Linked DNA regions of Macaca mulatta: region 1 is linked to region 2. A link is a contact called in public Hi-C data. All regions are on one chromosome and are shown on one strand. Each heading gives the region's core, a stretch centred on a gene start, on an enhancer-like site or on the middle of the called end of the contact. The rest is flanking DNA. Distances are from core to core; before and after follow the strand shown.

Region 1 (6,351 bases), core at 3,367-5,866, 470 kb before region 2:
CGGGGATTACAAGCATAAGCCACAATGCGTGCGAAGAGACTTATTTAAAACACCAAGATTAACAAGTACCAGAGCTAGGACTTAAAGCCAAGATGTTGAATAAGTCTATTGCCCCTTCCACAGTGCAGAAACACATTCCAAACTCATGTCTTTTGTCTATGAAGGACAGGCTCAAAGGTGACAAGGATCTGAGTTGCATTTCAGCAGCAGATACCAAGGATTCCCTGATAAAGCTGAGTTTGCCAACTAGGCCGAACCCTCCCAGCCATGACTAAGACATATGAAATATTAATATGTATTTCAATAATGTTTCATATTCTGATTTTCCTAGGCTGGGAACTTCTGGTCCTCGTTTCTCTACCCCCCACCCCCCAACTAACCTTTTCTTTCCCCCAGTGGAAGGATAATGGTTGTGAAATGTAAAACCCAAAGTTTCTGACCAGAGCTTCCTGAAGCTTTTCCCAGAGTGACCTCAATCACTAGGCCTCAAAGCAAACAAACAAACAAAGAAATCTATTTAAAGATATCCTTTCTACCACTCCTAATCCATAGCCTACGGCTAATGGAGAGATGGGCATGTGGTGCCTGCTCAGAGAGCTCCCCAGCGCTATCAGAATACTCAGTCAATGCTCACTGCCCAGCAGGCTGCACCTCCTCCCAGCCCACTCAGCAGAGCAGCCGCTTGGAAGGATGTGTAGGACACGGCCTTCTGAATCAGCCAGAATCCAGCAGGGATCCCTGGGGCCTCGGCTTGAGGGATATTAGGACAGACAGGAATGAGCTTAAAGAGGCAGTTCTAATGGGAGCTGTTCCTGACTCTCAGGTCCAGGCTCAGGTTGGGGGCCACTGAGGGCAGCTGCCTCTATAGGAACCTCAAGGTCTAGTCCAAATCTTCCAGCCCAGGAAGCTGGAGTGCCCAGATAATAGTTGGTTCTTCTCACTGGTTCCTCCTGAGGAAGGATTCTTAGAAAGGGGAGACTCAGACAGGATTCTGAGGTTTCTATGCTTGGAGGGCCCTGAAGCCCCAAGTGACTTACCTCTGCCTTCCCACCCAACAGGGAGTCTTTATTGTTCTCTTTAATTCATAATATACTGAGACCCAGAGTGCAGGTTGTAGTCCTGGGACACGCTTTTTTTTTCTTTTCTTTCTTTCTTTCTTTCTTTGGAACTTCTTGCTACATCTGCAGCTGAATGTGATAGGATCTGGGTAAGAGGGCTTGAATACTGTGATGCAAGAACCCTGGCTTTACATAACACATGTCCTGCCCTGCTGATGGTGCAAAACTTAATACAAGAACTCAATACCCACAAAGAGGTAACTCAAGAAAGACAGCCGTGTATGGCTGCAAACATTTTGATTAGCTGTAATTTCCCCTCCACACACCCCATCCCAGTTGTTAATAATGACACTTGCTTCTGAGCAACCAACACAAAAATGAAAACGTAGCACAGCCATGTTTATCCTGGTCTGGTAACCTTTATTTTAAGAACTCAAAGTTCAAGGGGAGGAAAAACACCATTTTTTTAACTTCAGGGTACATCTTTTGCAAATAAAACTTTTTTTAGAGTCAAAATAACATTTTTACATTTAGCCAAATGGTATGATTATAATCCTTTCTGCATAAGGATTTTCTGGGGAAGAATTAAATAAAATAATTATATTCTTTAATGTATAATTCCTAATTAAAACTCAAATTTCCCAAATTGTCCTGAAAATGTCCTTTATACTTGGTTTGTCTAAAGTAAGATCCAATACAAGATGATACATTGCATCTGTTTTTTAATGTCCCTATAGTCTCTCAATCTCTAACAGTCTCTTTCTGTCATGCTACTGACTGTTGACATGGCATCAGTTGACCTGCCAAATGGCAGGCCTCCTGGATGTGTCTAATGGTTTCTTAGTGATGTTATTTAGCTTTTTCTCTATTCTTTCATGTTTTTGTAACCTGGAAGTTAAATCTAAAAGTTTGAGATTCAGGTAAAAATTTCTAAACTGACAGAATTCTAAGTGTATCTTATAAATGGAGAAAGTGTCACACGGAAAAGCTGAGTGACATAAATGATAATTATACAAGTTATATAAAGTATCAAACATGTATGAAACTGGTACTGCTCAATTAGACCACATTTATCTTAATCTCATGAAACACAAAACCTACTTACTTATTCATTATATGGATGGAGTCTACTTAACTCCAACCTTAGAATCAAGTAAGTCACAAACATGAAATGTTTTATATAGAAATCAGAATGCTTCAGGCTTCTACAGGAAACTCCCCTGTGTTCTCCTGGGAAATGGATTTGTCTGTCTTTATTTTTAACTTACACCCCTACCCTGATCTCACCCCTCGTTCTGGGCAAGGTCCAACCCCTTCTACTTTCACAACTGCTCTGCCTGGTCTCTACCTGCACCCTAAACCCATAAGGGACAAAAGCAGGAGTAGCAGCAACATATTCAGGTAGAAGAAGGCTGGCTGTGTGAAGCTCTACCTCGCTCTCAAAGTTTATAAGCACTTCTCATGGTGAAACTTAACTTACTCCCAAAATATTTTACCAGGTTTCATTGACTAAAGACTGTTTTATGAGCTTACGTCTTACTAAAGCAAGCCACCTTAAGGTGACCTTGGCATTTTTTTGTTTGTTTGTTGAAGGAAATATTGAGCCTCTCGATCATCCTTGAGCCAGGTCAGCTTCTGCCCTCTGTTGTGGTGACCACGGAACACAGGGCAGCTGCTGAGAAGGATGAAATCCCTCTCCAAGTGCTAAGTTACCCTTGGAGCAAAAGCAAGGAGGCAAAAAGAGGGAGGGCTATAAAGGGGCATATATTATACATATGCCTGAAAATGTACAGAATATTTCAGGAAGCCCAGATAAGGCTGCTGAGTATGATTGCTGGGAGATGGGGGTTGGAGAGACGGGGAATAACTGGGGTACTGAGGGTACTGGGGAGAAAGAAGACTAATTTTAATGTATACTCTTTTTTTTTTTTTTTCTTTAGAGACAGGGTCTAACTCCACGGTACAGGCTGGAGTACAGTGGTGGAGTCATAGGTCACTTCAGCCTCCTGAGTAGCTGGGACCATAGGCACGCGCCACCATGCTGAGCTCATTTTTGCTTTTTGTAGAGTCAGGGGTCTTGCTTTTTGCCCTGGTCTTGAACTCGTAGCTTCAAGTGACCCTCCTGCCTCAGCCTCCCAAAGCGCTGGGATTACAGGCATGAGTCACTGTGCCCAGCTATACACCCTTTTGTACTATTTGAATTTTGTTTTACTATATGCACATATGACTTTTTCAATAACCACAAGTTGTTTTGTTTCATACATTGATAGATAATGTTACCATTCTTGGGAGGATTACATTCGAACATGACTTCAGCTAAAGGAATCTGTCCCTGATAGAATTTCAGGTGGCTGGCCAAGTGGGGTGGCTCACATCTGTAATCCCAGGACTTTGGGAGGACTAGGCGGGAAGATCACTTGAAAGCAGGAGTTCAAGACCACCCTGGGCAATATAGCAAGACTCTGCCTCTTTTTTTTTGTTTTTTTTTTTTAGGGAAAAGAATTTCAGGTGGCTGACTCTCTGGCTATTAAGGCAGAGGAGGTAGTTTTTGCTAGAAGAAAGCCCTTCCCAACATTTCTGAAGTCATGATGACAGTTCAAGAAGGAACCAACCATGCTTCTGGGAGAAATTGTTTGGTGGGCTATACTTGTATTTGGGCAGGTCTCCAGCAAGAGAATGTCCTAGTCAAGCAAGTGTGGCTATGGCCTTTACTGTCCCTCTACAAGGTGAAGCCTACTCTCTCCCCCAGCCAGAGGAGAGAGAGGTATTTTTAACCTTGGTGTTGGCTTACACAGGGTTTCAGGTATTCTCCGGGGTGTACTATGAGACAAGAAAGCCACGATATAACACTTAGACTCATTGGCCCTATCTCAGTGTGCTGGTTTTATGCACCTTGGAGAATTGGACCACAAAAGCTGTAATAAGTGAAAACTATTTATTTTGCTTCTCCAGGCCGGGCGCAGTGGCTCAAGCCTGTAATCCCAGCACTTTGGGAGGCCGAGACGGGCGGATCACGAGGTCAGGAGATCGAGACCATGCTGGCTAACACGGTGAAACCCCGTCTCTACTAAAAAATACAAAAAACTAGCCGGGCGAGGTGGCAGGCGCCCGTAGTCCCAGCTACTCGGGAGGCTGAGGCAGGAGAATGGCTAAACCCGGGAGGCGGAGCTTGCAGTGAGCTGAGATCCGGCCACTACACTCCAGGCCGGGCGACAGAGCGAGACTCCGTCTCAAAAAAAAATAAATTAAAAAATATATATATATATTTTGCTTCTCCAGTAACCCTTTGGCTATTGTCTTTCTTTTGCTTCTGAAGCAGAAGTGCAGCGCAGCGGTGGGTCGCTAACCTTACCCTCACATCCTTAGGGAAGGGGATAGAAAAATTACCTCCATAGCATTTGCCTTAACTAGACCAGGAAGAGAAACCAGATTTGGGTCTATTACAAAAGAACTAGAATTACAGGTAGGTTATTTAGGTTCTCTTCAGAAGGTGGCATGCGTTAGTCATAAGATCTAATGGCGCGTGCATGAGACAAACCAAGTCAACAGGAAATGGATCATGCCGTCTGTGAGGAGAGGACAAAAGTGGAAGCATGTGTGCTATGCAGAGCCTTTGTAGATTTGGGGAGGGTGGATTTTTCTCTCACCAAAAGAAGGAGTGGAGGGATGTTGATATGCAGAACTGATTAACAGAAGAAGATGCAGACACTTAAGTAAATATATCCCCACAAGCTACCAGCTGAGCAAGTGCCGGGCTAGAAAGTAACTTGAGTTTAGACCCATTTGGAGATAACTGTCCCTTCCATAAAGAGAAAAGAAGGCTAAACTTAAGCAGGTAGTGAGTTTGGTTAAAAAAGAAAGGCAACAGGATGATACGTCTACAGAAACCACCAGCATTCTGATTACAAGACTATGCGATCCTTTCAGAAACTGGAGCCTGTTCAAGAATCTAAATCAAATTCAGTCTAAGTTTTTGGGGTTCAAACTGGTCTAAGAATAATCCTGACCTCCTAGCAGTCTCTCAGTCAATAAAGAATAGGCTTCTCTTATATCATGGATATAGAATACACCTAGTTGCAAGGCAGGGACAGGGGATACAGTTTATAGCTGTCCAGACTCCAAATGCTTGTTGGAACCCCTCAAGAAGCCCTTTGGGGCTGGGAGGGAGGAGGGCCACTTCCAGATTTCTGAGTCACCTCAAAAAAGTAGCCTTGGAAGCCGACACCTCTCTGCTGTGGTCTCTGCATTTTAAATCTCTATTCTCCTCTTTCTACCCCTTCAGCTTCCTAACTACTCATCGTCCCTCTTCTTCCTGACTGGGATTCATGTGTTAGTTTTTTAAAAATGAAACCCCAAGAATTGCTTGAACGCGGGAGGCGGAGGTTGCAGTGGTCCGAGATCGCACCACTGCACTCCAACTTGGCAACAGAGTGAGACTCCATCTCAAAAAGAAAAAAGAAAGAAACTGTAATATAATAAAATTATTATGACCATGTGGCTATATGACCATTAAATATTTGTTTTGCACTTCATTCCTTTTTATTTCTTCAGCAAAATGAAACGACCCAATTAATTGCAGAACCCTGAAATCTCACTAATTTTTTAAATCAGAATTCATTTACAGACTCTGATCCCTTATTGTAAGTGACTTTATGTAGTTATGGTCTAATAACTATTACCAAACAGACTTAACTAAACAATCTTGGTTCTTCTGCCCTGCTTTTTAATTGGAAGAGGAATCTGGAAACCATTACCAAATAGAATGCAAATGAGTCCCAACAGGTGACTGTGTTTTCCTTTCCGGTTTGAGGCAGTGCAAGATAAATTTAGTTTCCATTATTTTTGCTGTTTCTCAGGCAGATCAGAACTTGCTAAACAAATGAGGATTACTGACCTGATGCCTTTAATTTTCATTTCCCTTCAGGGGTGTTTCTGACCAATAATGAAAGGTCTCTCATTAACTACCCAAAGGCTCCCTGTGAATCCGGCCTGAGATGTGATCTCTTTGTTGTTAAAACATGTTTGGGACCGGGCGCGGTGGCTCACGCCTGTAATCCTAGCACTTTGGGAGGCCGAGGCGGGTGGATCACGAGGTCAGGAGATCCAGACCATCCTGACTAACTTGGTGAAACCCTGTCTCTACCAAAAATACAAAAAACTAGCCGGGCGTGGCGGCGGGCGCCTGTAGTCCCAGCTACTCGGGAGGCCGAGGCAGGAGAATGGCGCGACCCCGGGAGGCGGAGCTCGCAGTGAGCCGAGATCAGGCCACTGCACTCTAGCCTGGGCGACCAGC
Region 2 (6,930 bases), core at 1,463-3,962:
GGCAGAGAGCAGACGATCTGGAGGGGCAAATGGCATCCCTCCAGCAATCCCACCTAGAAAATAATTCACGGATTCAGAGAGCTTGTGAGCAAAAAGAAAAGTGAAAAACGTTCAAAATCAAGCACAGAATCAAGGCAGGACGACTCTCTGAGGAACCTGAAGTGAAACGGTTACTCGGGTATTAATTTTTGTGTTGAACTTCCTAGCAGGCATGGCACAGGGAAAACCTGTGTGTAGACACATATGACGTGTGTCTACAGAGGTCGACTAGAAGGAATAGTGCACCAGAGGCCCCTGGGTCCACTTCACGTTCCTGTCCCAGAGCTTGGCACTGATGCGACCTGCATATCTCGAATGAATCCAGGTGCCCATCTTACTAGTCAGAGAAGAGAGGCAGTATTCCTAATCTGGGAAAATGTTTGTTTTCAGGTTTCAAGGAGGATTTTCAGATGGACATTTTTAAAATCCTGGCAGCCATCCTACATCTGGGCAACGTGCAGATCACCGCGGTGGGCAACGAGAGGTCCTCAGTTAGTGTGAGATGCTCATTTGTTTTACTTTTCCTTTGTCCGAGGGTCATAGTGGAACCGGTTCGCAGCTGGCCTGCCTTTGCTTTTTAGCAGCAGGCATAGATGGCCTCCTGGGTAGACTGGTTTAGCAGGAAGCCGGCGGCAAGGGTTTCCAGGGGTTGCCTTCAAGGAGTAAAGCCTCCTCCCCTTGCAACAGTAGAGGAGGGGAAATGTGTCTTCTGTGTGTTTTTCTTTTATTCAACAAGTCCGTATGCAGCACCTACTAAGTGCCACGGACAGTCATAGCATCTGGGGAAACAGCAGTGAACGACACAAAGCAAGAAGCCCTTCAGAGAGCTTATGATCGGGGTAGGGAGGAGACACAACAAGCAAATATGATCTCCGGCAGCTGGTGACGGCTGGCACAGAGGAAAGTAAAGCAGAGGGGGCATGCGGAGGGGCCGTGCCTTTCATGTGGGGTGGTCAGAGAAAGCCTTTCCGGGAAGGCGGTGGTGGGCAGCGGCCTGAAGGGGATGAAGAAGCAGGTTGTACCTGTGGATGGGGGAAGAACAGCAAGTGCGGAAACTCCCAGGCAGAAGATGTCATTTGAGATACAGCAGGAAGGTCCATGTATCCAGAGGGTGAGTGACAGGGAGGGTGTGGATGAGACCAGAGGGAGAAGGGGGATGGCACACCACGTAGGACCTTAAGGACGCTGGGTAGTTTTCAGCAGAAGGACACTCACTACCTCCTTACACCTGCTTGACTCAGACGTCAGTGGTGCTGGCTTCCTGGGAATGTGTTGTAAGTTTTGTGATAGATTTCTTTAATGGACACAAGTTAATTTAATGTGTGTTTCTTCTCTGACACATACTATGAGTAGTGATTCTTGGGGGAGGGGTATGTGTTTAATTAGTCTCATCAATGTCCGTGTAAAGAAGAAAACAAACACAAGTAAAAAATGTTTCTATGAAACACAGAATCTGCCTACCTTTAAAGCTTTGCATTAACAGTGACATGTCTGTCCTAGTCAACTCAGAATGCCATATCCAAATGCCACAGGCTGACTGGCTTCAACAATAGACATTTGTTTTCTCACAGTTCTAGAGGCTGGAAGTCTGAGAGCAGAGCGTCAGCCTGCTCGGTTCTGGTGAGGACTTCCTGGCTCCTAGACAGCCACCTTCTCATTGCGTCCTCGTGGAGAGAGAGCAGACACTGTGATGCCACTTACGAGAACACTAATCCCATCATGGCAGGCCTCACCCTCTCGACGTTCGCCAACCCCGATTACCTCCCAAAGGCCCTATCTCCAAATACTGTCACGTTGGGGGTTAGGACTTCAACATCTGAGTTTTGGAGGGACACAAATATTCAGTCCGTAACCATGTCTATTTTCATGTCCCTCAAATAACCGATGGGAATAGTTGATCATTTTGTGTACCCGGTGAGTTCTTGGCTGTCTGCTACCAACGGTTTGGGGAGAGGGCAGAGCTGAGTGGAGCATGAGCTCCTGGGCTCGGCGTTTTAGGCCTGTTGCCGTGACCAGGAAGTAGTTCTCCTTCTTCTCCTCCAGCTTTCACCTCAGCACCCCTCCCATCCCCCCGCGGTGTGCAGACCTCCCAGAATGAGTCAGTTCCCCAAGTGGGAAAGCAGGGAGAGAAGTGACGAGAGGCCTGGGGGAGAGTCTGGTGTGTCTGAAGTGGCAGGTCCCTCTGTTTCTTTGCTTAGTTACCTCAGAGAAGCTGGGCTTCTGCCCTTTTCCCCCTAAACCCCCAAAGACTAAAAATGTGATTTCTGCCCAACAAATGCCACCACACTGAGCCCTCTCCCATGAAGCTTGTTGTGAAGGTAGCATTTTGGAGGAAGAATTAACATTGACTGGCAGAAAATCCTTTCTGTGTTCTAAGAATATCTGTGGAAAATTCCCAGTCCTATAATTATTGGTCCTAGATTTGGGATCCATTTCCACCCATTTGTATCAGGAACTTGAAATGTTAGACACGTTAAATTTGGACAAAGCCGTCTGACTTTCTGAAAAGCTGCTGCCCTTTGCATTTTTTTCCCATAGCAGCACCTGCAGCTGAATTGTTTTTGACTCAGAAGGTTTCGTTCGTTCTTAGAAGGAAGGAAACCAAATGCCTCTGCCAGTCCCCTCCCTTATGAGGTCAGGCACGTCAAAGCCAGCTCTGTGTTACTGTGATGCTGGTCTGCAGGGGTGTGGGTAGAGCGCAGGGAGGGGCAGGGCTGTTTCCATGGCTTCCTCCACTGTGTCCTGAGGCTTTTTAGTGCAATCACGTGGGTGTCCTGGTGGGCTGGAATGGTGCCCGCAGGGGAGCCTGCCTTGGGAGTTCTCCTGACTGAGAGAGGAGCTGGGAGTCACATCCTCGCCTGAGGACAGGAGCCCTTTGTCCACACCGGCTGAAGGGAAATGGGAGCACCTCTTCCCTCTTTTCATCTGCTGACCAGCGGGGCAGCTCTCATGCCCGGGCTTGGGGGAGAAGCAAGATTTCACTTTGTGCATGCAGGAAAAGTCCCACCCCAGGCCTCATGTCAGCTGAGGCACTAGCTCAGCCACGGGAACCGCACCAGTTTCTGCCTGGCAGCAACACCCAGGTACCTCCTGGGCCATCATCCAGGCAAACCCCTGGCCGCACGAGGTGGGGCAGGGTGAGTGCACACTCTGACAAGTGGCCCAGGATGGTACAAAGGGAAGAGAGAGGGACTGCATCCACATCCACAGGAACAGGCCGGGGTCTAGGGAGGATGGCCTCCATGGCCTTAGTCACCGCGGGCATTCTTTGGTGAACATGAAAAATCAGTGTGGGATGCAGCCCTGGACTCCCCGGCATTGCTGCAGGGGTGGTCCTCCAAGGGCCAGGTGCAGGACCCGTGCCGGTGCAGCCCTCTTGCTCTCCTCCCAGGTCTGTCTCCACCTCCTGAGGCCTGGACATCCTTGTGCCAGCTACTAGTCAGCTCTTGCACAGGCCTGAGTGTGGGCACAGGGGCCTGGGCCGGGTGGGTTTGTGTGGCTTTGGATGGCTGGGCCACCTGACGGGGCTTGTGCTTGTTTTTGAAGGAGGATGACAGTCACCTGAAGGTGTTCTGTGAGCTCCTGGGCCTGGAGAGTGGCAGAGTTGCTCAGTGGCTGTGCAATCGCAAAATCGTCACGAGCTCTGAGACGGTGGTAAAACCCATGACCAGGCCTCAGGCTGTCAACGCCAGGGATGCACTGGCCAAAAAGATCTATGCTCACCTGTTCGACTTCATTGTGGAGAGAATTAACCAAGCGTTGCAGTTTTCAGGCAAGCAGCACACTTTTATTGGTGTTTTGGACATTTATGGGTAAGATTCTCTTCAGTGAGCCCGTCTTTCCTCCTTTAAATGTTGAGAACCATGTGGTTTTTAGATTATTTTGTTCTGGTTCCTTTGTATTTCACATGATTAGAAAGATAACACTCTCTGCTTTTGCCCCTATAGATGCTAAGTACACTCTATTGGGCTATGGTGCCGTTTATTTAAAGTGCATTAAAGAGATGCTGAATTAGTAATGACTGGCGTTAAGAGCTTACTGTGTGCCAGCTCTGAGGCTGCCTGACTTCCCTGAGCTTTCTCACTTAATTCTTAAGCAACCTCATAACTATCCCCATTTTAGACCTGCAACAACCAAGGCTTAGAAAGACTCAATAACTTGGTCACAGTTGCTCCACTGGTGGGAAAAGCCAGCACAGTTGTGAGGCTCCTGCTTCTGCTTTTCCCACCAAAGGCCCCTGAGGTGTGGAGCCCCGGGGTCCCTTCCCATTCAAATCAGAGGGGATGACAAGTCATCTAGGCCTGCACGTTGCCCAAGCCCAGCGGCCAGAGGTGGACTGAACCCAGGTCTCTGATCAGCCACCCCCCACCCCAATCATTTTCCGTTCTCGGGTGAGAAGGTCTTGGATTTTCCCCAGCCCTCCTCCAGGAGGTCTTACCCTTCATCCCATCCTGGAATTGGGTTCTTTTTCATTGTCTCTGCCTGGTCCTCCTTCTCTAAACCCCAGGCCCAGCTCATGCTGAAACTGCTGGGGAGTAACCAGAGTGGAAGCTGGCATGGAGGGCTCCGCAGAGATTGTTATCCCTCAGGCTTTTCTCAGCACCTGGCCCCAGTGCCCAGCCCTTGCCCCTCTCCTGGGACCCACCCTGGTTTCTTAGCAGGAGAAGGGGGAAGATTGACCCGTGAAAGGCATCGTGGAGTGTTCCACCTGGATTGGGGGATCTTCCCCCACACCCTGGCAAAAAGCAGCTCAACCCTATTCCCCATGCAAAGGGGAGAGCCCAGCCCTGGCCTTCCTGGCCCTGCTGCTGCCTCCTGGGGAGGAGCGGGACAGGGCCACGCCACGCTGTTGGACTTGCACCCAGGTGGAGAGGCAGCTTTTCCCATAGCTGTCAAATGGGAGACAGTGCCTCAAGGGAGTTGCTTTGTTTAATTTAGATCCTACGTTAATACGTATGGCTCCCAATTCATAGTACATGTCAACAGTTATAAAATGCTTAATACATTACTGGGATAGTCTAGTCAATTATTTACCTTGTCTTGTTCCAAGAAAGTGTTTGAGCAGCCAGTAAAAGCTTAAGTGAACTTTTAAAAGTGGATAGTCGTCATTAAAAATAGTCCTGTTTCACTGTGGTGGAAATATGTAATTGTTCTGTTATTCCCTGTTCTTTTGGGCGTTTTAAAAATGTATTTTTAAATGGCAGTCCTTTATTTTAAGAGTGTATTTCTTTTTTTTTTTTTTTTTTTTTTGAGACAGAGTCTTGCTCTGTCGCCTAGGCTGGAGTGCAGTGGCACCATCTCAGCTCACTGCAACCTCATCCTCCCAGGTTCAAGCGATTCTCCTGCCTCAGCCTCCCCGGTAGTTGGGACTACAGGCACCTGCCACCACGCCTGGCTAATTTTTTGTATTTTTAGTAGCTATGGCGTTTCACAGTATTAGCCAGGATGGTCTCAATCTCCTGACCTTGCGACCTGTCCACCTCGGCCTCCCAAAATGCTGGGATTACAGGCGTGAGCCACCGCGCCCGGCCATTATTTCATATTTTTATCTAACAGATGTTTATATCCCAGGCACTGTGTTGGAGGCAATGGTTGAACAGCACAGACACACGGCTCCTGCCGCCGTGGGACCGAGACTGGTGAGGGCGGCAGGCCGGCAGTAGAGGTTGGGATGAGTCCTGGGAAGGGAGGAAGGTGTGCTGGAGGTTAGCAGGGGGTGGGGACAGAGCAGGGGCAGCCGTGTGCAAGGAGTAGCAAGCTGGATGTTGGCCCCCAGGCAGGATCCAGCACCACTGTAATAAGGAATTTGAATTTTTCAACTATGTGGAAAAACCTGAGATGAGTATTTATAAATTCTCAAAGACTTGTTAGAATAAATTATTTTAAGATTCCTCTCAAAAATTCTAACAACAGCCTCTTTGCTGCCACCCTTGAGTTCATGAGACGCCTCCAAAAAAATCAGCTTTCCTCTAGGCAGCAGGGCTGCAGCCCGGGGCCAAGCCCTTCCCGCCCCCTCCAGCAGCCTCACTTCTAGGCTAACCCTCGCCCAGGCGTACCTGCAACTTTTGAGAAAGCTCATTTTGACTGGGAAATAAGGAAGCTTCAAAGGAACAGTTAGCATCTTTGAAAGCAAGTAAAGCTGAGGCTATGAGCTTCCAGGTCTAAGCTGAGAGCGGACGAAGGCTGGTGACTCCCCGGCCTGTCGTGTGTTATGTTCTTTGGACCCAGAGTTGGAAAAGCCTGGGTCTGGGGGTCAGACCCCTCGGAGTGAGCTCCATAGCATACCAGTTACGTGACCCCAAGAAAGTCACAGAACCTCTCCAAGCCTCAGTTTCTGCATCTACAAGATGGGGCCTCTCTTGCAGGGTGATTTTGAAGACGAGATGGAAGGTATACAGGTACCTTGAAAACCATAAGCATGGATCCAATGTGAAGTGTTACCATAGTCAACGTGCCTTTAGCATTTTAAGTCACAGATCTAGGTCTTTCCATAGGTCCTAAACTTCAGTTCTTTGTGCCCCCAAATAATGCGTTGATATTTGACATTTTGCCAGGTTCTAGAAAGCCCTGCCCTTGGCCCCAGCTGTGAGCTGCAGAGCGCAGTGAGACCCTTTTGAATCTCCCCTAGGCCCAGCCCTGGCCTTGCTTCCATGAGCAGACCAGCCCCCAAATCTCTGAGCCACCAAGGCTGCGTGTGGAATGGGGCCGTTCGAGCTGCTATGCGTCACCCTGGAGCTGCCTAGAGGACAGTCCAGGTTCTTACCCTGCCCAGGAATCCCAGATTGAGCCAAACCAGCTCAGTCAAGTGAGACTCCCAGGGAACCCGTGGTAGGAGCTGGCAGGAACCTCTCAGGATTAGGGTGATTAAGAACAAAGCTTTAGAGGCACCAA

Evidence for each region. A called contact is a pair of places that touch in the nucleus more often than the background predicts.
Region 1: a Hi-C map of CD4 T cells shows a contact between it and region 2, with 6 times the contacts expected there. The contact joins two enhancer-like sites. A contact is called at or near these places in 7 of 14 Hi-C or Micro-C datasets (CD4 T cells, blood, cortical neurons and 4 more).

Annotation. Positions count from the first base shown.
Region 1 is chr7:30,030,001-30,036,351 of T2T-MMU8v2.0, reverse strand. No RefSeq gene overlaps it. Among named protein-coding and RNA genes, the nearest start is that of ATOSA, 19 kb to the right of the region's middle. Within about 2 kb of position 4,616, at least 3 of the 40 cell types and tissues checked have an H3K27ac peak or open chromatin away from gene starts, as enhancers often do. A contact at or near this core is called in CD4 T cells, where this site is marked.
Region 2 is chr7:29,559,358-29,566,287 of T2T-MMU8v2.0, reverse strand. MYO5C (myosin VC) reads left to right here. Exons shown (of 41, transcript XM_077939413.1): 9 at 430-536; 10 at 3,586-3,851. Among named protein-coding and RNA genes, the nearest start is that of MYO5C, 34 kb to the left of the region's middle. Within about 2 kb of position 2,712, at least 15 of the 40 cell types and tissues checked have an H3K27ac peak or open chromatin away from gene starts, as enhancers often do. A contact at or near this core is called in CD4 T cells, where this site is marked.